Linked DNA regions of Mus musculus: all the other regions are linked to region 3. A link is a contact called in public Hi-C data. All regions are on one chromosome and are shown on one strand. Each heading gives the region's core, a stretch centred on a gene start, on an enhancer-like site or on the middle of the called end of the contact. The rest is flanking DNA. Distances are from core to core; before and after follow the strand shown.

Evidence for each region. Hi-C and Micro-C count contacts between places; a contact is called where the count stands out from the background.
Region 1: a Hi-C map of the 63-12 cell line shows a contact between it and region 3, with 4 times the contacts expected there. The contact joins two enhancer-like sites. A contact is called at or near these places in 1 of 15 datasets of contacts at CTCF or cohesin (the NIH/3T3 cell line) and 4 of 484 Hi-C or Micro-C datasets (the 63-12 cell line, the N1E-115 cell line, liver and 1 more).
Region 2: a contact with region 3 is called in a Hi-C map of uterus, with 7 times the contacts expected there. The contact joins two enhancer-like sites. A contact is called at or near these places in 3 of 484 Hi-C or Micro-C datasets (the N1E-115 cell line, cortical neurons and uterus).
Region 4: a contact with region 3 is called in a Hi-C map of uterus, with 2.7 times the contacts expected there. The contact joins two enhancer-like sites. A contact is called at or near these places in 1 of 15 datasets of contacts at CTCF or cohesin (pro-B cells), 6 of 484 Hi-C or Micro-C datasets (the G1E-ER4 cell line, the N1E-115 cell line, nephron progenitors and 1 more) and 1 of 115 datasets of contacts at active chromatin or transcription factors (large pre-B cells).

The regions. Positions count from the first base shown.
Region 1 is chr15:32,264,645-32,267,344 of GRCm38.p6, reverse strand. The region is part of intron 1 of Sema5a (sema domain, seven thrombospondin repeats (type 1 and type 1-like), transmembrane domain (TM) and short cytoplasmic domain, (semaphorin) 5A); the gene reads right to left. Among named protein-coding and RNA genes, the nearest start is that of Sema5a, 21 kb to the right of the region's middle. Within about 2 kb of position 1,429, at least 60 of the 459 cell types and tissues checked have an H3K27ac peak or open chromatin away from gene starts, as enhancers often do. A contact at or near this core is called in the 63-12 cell line and uterus, where this site is marked.
Region 2 is chr15:32,193,172-32,195,871 of GRCm38.p6, reverse strand. The region is part of intron 3 of Gm32499 (a long non-coding RNA gene); the gene reads right to left. Among named protein-coding and RNA genes, the nearest start is that of Tas2r119, 17 kb to the right of the region's middle. Within about 2 kb of position 1,306, at least 19 of the 459 cell types and tissues checked have an H3K27ac peak or open chromatin away from gene starts, as enhancers often do. A contact at or near this core is called in the N1E-115 cell line and uterus, where this site is marked.
Region 3 is chr15:32,019,099-32,021,798 of GRCm38.p6, reverse strand. No RefSeq gene overlaps it. Among named protein-coding and RNA genes, the nearest start is that of Gm32499, 140 kb to the left of the region's middle. Within about 2 kb of position 1,293, at least 31 of the 459 cell types and tissues checked have an H3K27ac peak or open chromatin away from gene starts, as enhancers often do. A contact at or near this core is called in the 63-12 cell line, the N1E-115 cell line and uterus, where this site is marked.
Region 4 is chr15:32,148,986-32,151,800 of GRCm38.p6, reverse strand. No RefSeq gene overlaps it. Among named protein-coding and RNA genes, the nearest start is that of Gm32499, 6.0 kb to the left of the region's middle. Within about 2 kb of position 1,285, at least 11 of the 459 cell types and tissues checked have an H3K27ac peak or open chromatin away from gene starts, as enhancers often do. A contact at or near this core is called in the N1E-115 cell line and uterus, where this site is marked.

The sequences.
Region 1 (2,700 bases), core at 180-2,679, 250 kb before region 3:
ATAAAGATGTCAGCCTGGAAATGAGGATAATCCAGCTCAGGGAGGCTAACTAACGGCATGGATGCTTCCCAATGTCTCATGAAAATTACCTTGGCCTCTGACACCTTACGCTGATTTGAAGTCGTCCCCACCCACCCAAGTGGGTCTCTGCCACAATACTCTTGAGAGCTACTGATGATCCCAAGACATTCTGGACCAGCACAACTTCATGGCGTGTGATCTGATCCCAGCTTCCCTTCCTGCTGATAGCCAGAGAAGATGCTGGGCAGGGAACAGTCAGAGGCCAGGAATCAGATCCTACTTAAAATACGGGTCAGCTAATTATTTTAACACTTTGAAAGTGGCTGAAAGGCAGACGCTGCCAACCTGTTCACACGTGTGGGTGAAGAAGAGTGGCGTTCTTAGCTTCTCCCTTCCTTCCCTATGCTTGCAGAACAGATGTTGACATTAGTCACCCCGCAGGGTCAGATGGCACACCACAGTCCACGTGAGTATTGTAAGACAATGCAATTCAAGTGCTGGCTGGACACAGGAAACAACGCAGAGTTTCGTGAGTAACCTGAGTTTAGCAGCAACTCAGGCCAGATGGAGCAGGAAGAGATTGACCAGACGTTGAATGTGTTGAGGCTCTGGGTAGAAGGATCCAGTCACCATGCTGTGGATATCATGCCTTCAAGCCTTCATCTCTTTTCCTCACCTCCTCTCTGTAGCTGCCAGGGCGGAACGTTCACCAGAAGCAAGACTTTGATATGCTCCAGGGCCTGGGGTCTGCAGAGGGATCTGGTAGGGTAGCAGTAGATAAGAAACCAGGTCTGCCCTTTTGATAACATTGAGCTGCCTGCTCTTATGCAAAGTGGAGCAGCAACTCCCAGTCCTGGTTATATTTTTAGCAAATGTTGCTGCTTTCTCCCCATCCCTTCACTTTCCCGGTGAAGGTGCTCCTGTGTGCAGTGGGCCTGGCCAGGAAAGCAACCCAGCTGCACGGTGATGTGTTTCTGAGAAGAGAAAGACATCAAACCACAGTGCAGCTGTAACAGTTTCTGTTCACTGGCTCATGCCAAGACTCAGACCCACCGGCATTAAAGACTGCTCACTGTAGAGCGTGCTAACACGCTTACATACGTGAACGGTTTCAAGTGTTCATGGAACTAGCACAAACCACGAGCCACTAACTTAACAGATGTCCGACGTTCTCCTTTAGGATACATCAGAACTGTGCTTCAAATACAATCTGTGTCCAAAATCCTCCCTCATGACCACTATAATTACCTCGTCCTGCCAGTATATTGAAGCTACCTAGAAGGCACTGATATTAGGAAACTGTGCAGCTAATATTCATGAAGCAAAAGCTACCAGAGTAGAAAGAATCCTCCTACTCTATAGGGTCTACGTTTGGCATTCGCTAGTTGTGTTTGCTTAAGTTACCCTGTGTTGGCTCCCAAGCCCTGTATGCACAGACACGAAGGCAAGCGTGACCGACTTAAGCATAGGATTACATGTGATCTTTTCAGTTCTCAGACATTGCACAGGAGGAATGGTGTGGCAGATGGCCTTTCCCACAGACAGCCTACGCACAGTCTCCACCCCCACACGTTCCTTTTCAGTGAGCTTTGCCTTTCACCCGTTAGGGCACACTGTTTCTCCAACCTTGAACATCTGGAAAGCCCTGGAACTGTGCAACCAAGTGTCTTCAGAGGAAATAGGCCTGTGCCAGTTTCTAGGCACAGCCTGGAGACTTCCATTTCCTGTTTCTTGAAGCCCACATCTTTGCATAGAGGAGAGCAGACGTAGGCTAGAACCCTTCCCCATCAGATATGTAAATGAAGCCGCTTCGTACACCCAGCTGTGAGAGACCAGCTGTGTTGACTCCAGGGCCAGCCAATGACTGCAACTGGATGAGACCCAAGAAACTATCCAGTAGAGTCCAAGCCCCCAAGAGGCCATGCAGCAAGATAATATATGGTGGTAGCTTGAACTACATAACTGTACTTACAAGCAATTATTGATTTATTTTGTTTTCCTTCAAAACGAATGAGAAAAATAAGCTCCTGCCGAAGAAAAGAACCCTCCCCTTAAGCTCTAGAAGCCAACACAGGGCGTTGAGACAGTGAAGATGCAAGAGGGCAAGACGTTAAGCTCAGGCAGTGTTTAGATGAGGTGTTTTTATTTGCAGAACTTGGTACTTAGGGAAAAGCCATCAAGTGCTGAGCATATTGCTGCACTGCCTAGATAGGTCTGGCTATTATCATCCTCGCTCTTCCAATTCTGAAAGCACAACCAGCTGTCAGGTATACTACAGCCTTTGGAACCGGAACCTCTGACTACAGTGACACAGTGCTACAGGGATGGCAGCCAGCCCTTGGGGATAAAGGCTTCCCATGTGAGGCAGCCAGCTCTGCCTCACCCCATTTTCTCTTTGCAGGACTGAAGCAAAAGTGTGCAACCTCCTTCCTGGCTACTGCACTTGTCGGCTCCTTCCTGAGAAGTCAGGGATTCACTTTACCACTCTGGTGGGCAGGCTACCCTACTGGAGAGCTGTGTGTATGACCTGCCCACGTCCTGTAGCCCACTGAGAGCTAGGCCGTTCCACCCTCTACAGAACTTCATGCTCATAGCTTCATGCTCATCCCCAACCACTAAACCCAAATGACTTCAAGTATTTCAATTTTAAAAATTTAACACATAAAACTCTGATACCAA
Region 2 (2,700 bases), core at 57-2,556, 170 kb before region 3:
GATCTTGGCAGAAATTTGCAATTATGTTGCCTTCTATGTGGGTGTTTCCAGAAATTTGCAATTATGTTACCCTCCTTGTGGGTGTTTATCTGCAACACTACCTGTGGTTCTCTAACTGGAACTTTTTGATGCAATACAAAGACTGATAATGAACAAATATTTGTGTCCAATGAAAACTACCTATAGTTTACTATGCAATGAATCTGCATCTGTTTGTGTATTCAACTGACTCAGTGACAAACAGTGCAGGAAAATTCGATTTAGAAAAATTAATTATTTGCCTATGAAAAGCTTATTTTCTTATTTCTTCATTTGAGCAGAAAAGTGACTTTTGAAAGGCAGACGTTGGCTACTTGAAGAGATGCAAATGAGGGTGTGTGTGTGACAAGGTATGAAAAGCCAAGTGGGATTCACTGGGGAAAGTGAGAAAGGAACCCCAGATGAACTCCGGTTCACTGGGAGCTTTTCACAAACACAGCCTTAAAGAGTTATCATTCCTGGGCCTAATTCTGAAAACAGTAGTGTTACTTTTGTCTGTGGAGTTCCAGCCCAGGAGAATGGAGCTATTGAGAAGGGGGTAGGACCTTTAAGAGCCAGGGCATCATTGAGGGGGACGTCTCCAGTTCACTGAAAGGAGTTGTGGGTTCTTGGTTCCTTCTTCCTGTCTCTACCTTCTGAACACAGAGCAGGCAGTTCTGCTGTGTCTCTCACCAATGTAGTGATGTTCCACCACAGGGCCAGAGCAACAGACTCAGTTAGCCATGAGCTACCGCCTCTAAAACAGTCAAAATTAACCTTCTCTTAGGGGATGGTGAGATGGTTCAGCAGTTAAGAGCACAGGCTGATCTTAAGGATGGCTACAGGAGTGAAAGCTGTGTGTGTCCCAGCCCACTTGAGCAGTGTGTGTCCCAGCAGGCAAGCCCTCAGGCCCTGGAAGACCATACAGAGACTGAACAGAGTAGTAGACTGAGAAATCCCACTGCTCTGTACACACACTAAGGATGTTTCCAGAATAGTTGGCTTCTTATTTTAAATAAAAGAGGTGGATTTCTGCGGCGTCCTAGTCCTAGTCACACTGATGCCCCTGGTAGGGCTAACCCAGAGAATTATCCTTCTCTTTCTTCAAAAGTTCTGTCCTGGGCAAACTTTACCGTTCAGCATCCAGACATAAACCACATTATCATACTGTGCTCCTGATTTCCCGGACCACGGGTTCTCTGCGGCCGGCAGAGATTCTTATCTTCCTGTCTCCTGTGATGTTATGCTGTGTGTCAAGTGTGGGATGAGTAACGTTACACAGTTCCCTTTTGTTTTCCCTGCCTGATGGAATTGCAGCAACCCACAGCAGCGGGCCTCAAAAGGTGAAGCACAATAGGACATTCTATTTGATGATCAACACAGTGAACGGAACGCAGTGGAATGCCCTGTGTGGAACAAATATTCACTCAGAGGCACAACACAACATTGACTCTGATGTCGTTCCTTAAGGGGTCTGCATGGTTTAGACAGGGAATGTTAGGATCCGTCCGGGGGAGTGCATCTCTTGGAAGCCATTTCTCTAGGTGTCTTAAGAATGCCTCGGGTGACGCAGATTATTTAATTTCTTTTTGACAGGTACATAAAACCCAACAGGCTGGTGGAAATAGGACAAGAAACAGGGAAGCCAACCTTGTGGAGAGGTTTTCACTGACAAAACACAATAGAATCAAACAGCTTTCCCCTTTGCAGTTAATATGATTTTACTCTTAGATGACTCAGAAGGTGGAACTAAAAGAAAAGCTTTAAGGACTATTTTTTTTCCTTTTGGAAATCACAATACTATATTGCTATATAAATATTTGAAAAAACCAACAGTTTTTCCTACTCATAACCAGGCATTCCAACACGGAAACAGTGCCAGATTCCATTCACGACAGCTACTAAAGCTACACATAACTGAAAATATATCTGTTGAGAAATTCACAAGCCTGGGGTGCATATTTCAGGATTAATATTTTAGTGAAGTCATAAAACAAGATTTCTGCAAATGGAGATGTCATATCTTTGAGCGAGGAGATTCAACATCATAGAAGCACTTCCAACACGATGTGACTCAATCAGAATCCTAACGGGCTGTTTGCACACTCAGACCTCAGGGTTAACTGAGGAGATGAATTCTAACTTACACATGGAGGAATATACTCGACTTCTGAGGATGCTTTGGAAAAGACACAATGGGACTTATGTTCTAGGTGTGTAAGCGAATGTCAGAGTCATCCCAATCAAAACAGTGTGGCTGTGGCATACAGTCAGGTATACTGATAAACAAAGAGTGGAACTGAGAACCCAATTCAAAAATGCCTGGATTCCTAACATAAGATAAACATTATTTGGGCAGCAAGAAAGTGTAGATGCGTTTATACAAAATTATAAATGACTTTTAGGTTAAAGATCTAGGTGAAAGATAAAATAATTTTAATGTCATAGTAAAATTCAACAGTTATTCTTTTTTGTTTTAAGCCATTGAGGAGGGAAGTTGCTTTTAGGTCTGGTAACACAGATGAAATTAAAAAGATGAAAAATAAAAATGTAACCTCTTCTCATCTCTGATTACATGTTGACTCCATTAGATCATGGGGACAGATATAAAACTTGTATCTGAAGGCAAGTCACCCGAGGTCACAGAACTCAGCACAGACAGAGAACAAAGGGCTACTCAGA
Region 3 (2,700 bases), core at 44-2,543:
TTTTATTTAAGCTGGGATATCTGCATGCAATTCTGAACAGCAAAGAAGAACTGCTTTGGAGTTTCTAGTGTGATCCGTCTTTATATTCTGAAGCCTATTTCTCATGCAGATGCCCCACAAAAGTGCAAATGGGGGAACAGTCTACATTGCAGATCAAAATTAAAACTCACTGAAGCATTGGTCTGCATCTGCAGACTAATCCGTTGGTCTTATGCCCGTTTTCTGTTTAGGATGAAGGGCAACACAGATGGATCTGAACCATTACCATTCTACAACTTATCTTTCCCACTGCCCGTGTGCACTTACAGAAGTGTAGTCTCTCACCAAGCTAAACAGAAGGTAAAATGTGGAAAAAACAATCGTAATTCTTTTCCTGGCTCTGTCAGAGAAAATGCATGTGACCTTGGTGGGGGCTGGGAGGGAGTATCTTTTCCCTGTCTTTCCTCATTTTTCAAAGCAGAGAAAGCAAAACTCCATTCATTTAGTAATAAATTATCCTATTACTAAGCATAAACACTGTTATTGTTTAGCCTTTATTTCTGCAATCTGTCAGGACATTCTGAAATTTCTCCATAAAACACACAACTTAATGCACTGTTTTTCCTTTCTTCTTTTGCATGGTGTGTCTGGAGGAGGCAAGGCAGAAGGGTGAACACATGGCCTGGGTAAATGAAATGCTATTTAATTTATTTTCAAATGGATAAAAGGAAATGTAATTAAGCTCCCTAAAAGCCTTCCAAATAAACTTCTCTTTAAAAAGTGGAAAGGAAGATCGTTAACTTATCAAAGTCGTAAATCAGAGTCCATGACACTTGGAGATGAGAACCAGACTGGGATAGCCAGCAGAGGAGCAACTGTCATGGAAGCCAGGCTTCTCAGGACACAGAAAAGGCCAGGCAGGAAGCACAGGAAGCAGACATATTCTGTGTCTGAAGACTCAAGCTCAGATTGGTGTAAGTGAGCACCCCTCCCCCACGTTTTCATCTCCCCTCCCCTCTGCCTCTGCTATTCCCTCCCCTCTGTCTTCATTCCCCTCCACTCCCTTTTCCTCTCCTCCGTTTTGACTTCCCTCCCCTTCTTCTCTCTTTATCTGGTCTTCATGCACGTACAATTAAATATGTTTGTACGTTTTCATTTAATGGCAAATGCCAAGGCGTGCTACAAAGCCACAGAAAGACAGCATTATGGATGGATCTGTAGCCCTCTAGAGAAACACTACTTCTGTTACATATGCCTGCTGCAAAGGACAGTGGAGGAACTCTGACAAACAATAGCCACTGGAGAGTCTGTACTGTTTTGTCAGTTAAATTTACTTTCACTTTCAGGAAGGGCCATATTAGAACCAAATGTAGCTGCCTAACACCTTGTGTGTGGTTCCAGCTTATTGTTGGCTTAGCTTCACAAAAGTTATTAAATGCCTCAAGATCAACATTTTTTTTTATTTTGCCAAAATTTGTTCTCTCCAGGAAAGTAAAGCTAAAATAAATAAATAAATAAAATAACCCAAGCCTCTAATTATATTCTAGGGCTCTGTGATTCTGTTTGAAATGGAACTGATCACTCTCTTAGGGTCATTATTTTTTTTGAAATTTATACACAAAGGAACTGATGTTATTAGGACCCTTTAATATATATACTTCCCTAATGTGGACAGGTATAGGGCCCAATTGTAAACTGATTGTGGCTTGTCATGTATTGGTATGACTCAGGTAATCAAAGTAAAATTTTCCCCACTCAAATGTTATTTTAAACATTTTTAAATGAAATAAGTTTAAGCAGTGACTATCTTATGATCTACACTTTATCAGCTGTCATATGCTTAGTGCTGTAAGCTTTCCTGCCTTTCAACATGACCAAGTATAAATGTGTTCCTTCAGTGTTTTAAAAGATCATGTTAATCTGACATAAAATATGATGGTATATGACAATGAATTGTAATTGATTTTATTGGATCATTGAACCAAAGGTAGCAAAGATCTAATCTAATATTATATCATCAAAATAAAGATGTTGAAACTAAAATAAACACAAAATAGTGACCAGGAATAAAGTAGAATTGAAGCACAGTATAAAATCCCTTTCATGAAAATAGTCTCAAAGCACAGATAAACATAAATTGAAAATCCCTTGCTTTTTTTTTTCTTTAAACATCCTCAAGACAGCACAGTTTCCTGCTCATGTGAGACGCTTATCAGAAAGAGTAAGAAGTCACACATCTAAGGAGAAATATTTCTCTGTGGTGTGTAATAAAAATCAGAATTACTGAGCTTTTCCAGCCATCAGCTCTCTTGACCTGTTTGGAAGTCTTCAGTAAAGTTTTCCTAGGTCTGCAGAAGAGCCAGGAAACCTTAAAACAGTTCATAGTTCCGATGATGATATAATTTACAATCTTTACATTTTAAGGATAATTTTCTAATAAAAGCAATTCCATTAGGCAATACAAAAAATACACATTCAAGTAAAATACACTGAGAACAACAGTGACTACTTTGCAATTGGTCTGATGATAAAGGGTGCTCATTATATTGTTCTTTCCACCCCTCAAATTGTCTGCAATATACGTGCTGCAAGCAATCGCGTGCGTGCCGCCAGTAATCTCTGAGGAGAGCCGTGTGTGTGTGCTGAGAGCAATCGCCATTATAAGATGGCGCGGGCCTCCGCTGTGCCTAACTAGTAAACAAGCCTTGTACGCAGGTGCAA
Region 4 (2,815 bases), core at 36-2,535, 130 kb before region 3:
CTCTAAGAACCTTTGAAAAGGTCATATGAAAGCCTCTACTGTATAGACTTCTCAAATTATATTCACATACGTACTCTTATCAATGTAGCTTAAACAAAGATCTTTTATAATAGGGAGGGAACAATGTCTCCCTCAAACAACATAAGCTATCAAATAAAAAGCCCAATGACAGGAGTAGGTTACTTCTTTCCTTGTTGGTTAGTGGGACCCATGGACTCACAAACAAACAAACAAAAAGCTGCTATGCTCTTGATTGCCTTCTATAACTTGATAATAAAACCCTATTGCTAAAGACATCACATCCTTGAATCACTAAACAAGAAAAAATCATGCCGGTACCAACCTGGAAGCTTCATCCTCACTGGCTAGATTTTATAGTGTTAGAGGGTGCCTGGCAGACTACACAGGGAGAAACCCCATCTGATGTCTATTCATCTGTGAACTCTGAGGGATACACATTTCCTTTTGTGTCACCCTTACTCTGACAGCCCTTTAGGGCTGGCCTGTGAGCATCATCTGGCTGTTAGCTCCCTCATTACCTCACTGCGAAAAGAGAGAAGAATCAGAACTCCCTACCAAGAAGCTGTGGGAGGTCTTGGGTTCTGTGATCCTGTTGGTACAAGGAAGAAGCCGGAGTTTCAGAGACTCATTCACTCCCCAGTGAGTCTTATGCAGCTGGGACAGGGACAACCTGGTACACTCATCTAAGGCCCAGCTGGCAAACAGTAGGAGGGAGTTGAAGGATTAAAAAAGAAGAATTATGGAAGTCTGACAGCTAAACTTCATTATAGATCATGCTTGTGATGATTTCAAAGGGAAATGTTTCAATGTGGTCCCCAGTTAGTAACACTTTGGGGATGTAAGCTGCCACTGGTGGTTGGCTTTGATGGTATATAGCCTCACCCTACTTCTAGTTTGCTCTCTTGGATCCATATTTGTGATTCAGGTCCCTCTGCTCCTACATCTATGTCTACCTGTTCCCAACCTTTCCACTCATGTTGGATTCTTATCTCTCTAGAAACGTAACCCAAATAAACTTTCCCTACTACAGGTTGCCATAGCCACTGGTGTTTTATCACAGCAACAGAAACCTAAAAGCTAAAGTACCCTAGGCGGGGATCACCAAGACACTAAACTCTACTCAACAAAAGCAAGCCTGAGATTTAAAATCCAGTGGTCCTGACATCCTCACTTATATCACGTTGCTTACTATAGTCATAGAACTAAGTGATATCCACCCAAAGAGGTACATAGGCCAGTCTATAGAATTTGAGTGTCACTCTGTAAGGAAAGCAGGACTTTGACCATGTAAATCAGGCTAGTTTACCCTGGAAGTTAAGCTACCTTAATATGCAGTTAAGAAGTTAAAAGGACAATGTTAAGGAAATGACTCAACAATAGGAGTTATTTGTGGAGGGTGACTGATTCTCAGACATAGAAACAACATGCCAGGATTGAAGACAGGTCCGTCTGGCTAAGTCTGTCTTGCAAGTGACACCCAGGAAATGGGGACAATTGAATTAACCACAGAACAATTATGGCTGCCTTGGAGTGAACAAGGAAACCTCTCTTCCTTAGGATGTCCATAGTAAATCCTAGCTTTGCAAACAACCAGATCTGAGGCCCAGAGCTATCCTGAACTCCTGACCTACAGAAATAATCAGATAACAAATCTGAGTTGTTCTAAACCACCAATTTTGCGGTCATTTATTAAAGCAACAACATAAAATTAATGCATAGTTTCCATTTAAGTTTCTCCTTTAATTAAAACATTTCCACTTAAGGCATTCTTATTTTTCTTGGCCATGGGGCCTACTCGGTGTGAACTCTGGTTTCTTCTTGTTAAGAAATCACCCTGCTCAGAAGAAATGATGTCAAAGGTTCATTACAGATTTTTTTATTCCAATTTTTCTAGATGAAAATCATTCTTGAATTTCCATGCCCCTTGCAGCGTATGCAAAGTGGGCTTTAGTCCTCCTAGCAGAACCAGCCAAGAGAGGAGCAACCCTATTCTCCTGAAGGGAAATGGATGCGATTTTCTCTGACCCCAGTGGTGGCTTCAATCATGTTTAGCAAAGAGTGAGTCGGCATTCTGGAACACATCAGCACGATGAAAGAAAAATAAAGATAGTGATCTACTGACCTCACAATCTGGTTCTAATATCATTTGTCTACAGAAGAATCAGCTATTAAAGAGTAATTTCCTCAAATTCATTTAAAAAGACCCCTTTAATCTAGCCATCTGTTGAGTTTATCTCAATAGAAATGAGGGAAATGTCAGTTAAGATCTGAGTTTCTGTATAAATGTAACAAAGATTAGATCACACTCTAGTCTACTGATAAAATTGGCTTGACATATTATGAATATGTGTGTAAATAATATGTGCAGATTTATATTACACACAGGCACCCAGGGCCGCTGGTTGCTGTCATATTAACTCCATTACCATATGCAAGCCACTCAAACTCAATGGCTTACAACACATTGTTATCTGTCTATAATTCTATGAGCCAGTAGGTTGAACTGGGCTCAATAGAAGGTCCTTCTGTTGGTTTTGTTCAAAGGCCTTGATGCAGCTTCAGATGTCTGGTGGCAGCTAGGACTGAATAGCACAAGTCAGATCAACCCACATGCCTGGGTACTGAACGTGGATGGTTAGTGGGTCCTGTAGTTCATGGTTTCTCCCTAGACACTCTGACTTCGCAAAATGGCATCCACAAAGTTGCTGTGAGGCCTCAGAATGCCTTTGTCTAGAACTGCTTCCTGTCTATTTTCAGATCCCCTGATCAAAGCAAGCCACAAGCCCAGCCTTAT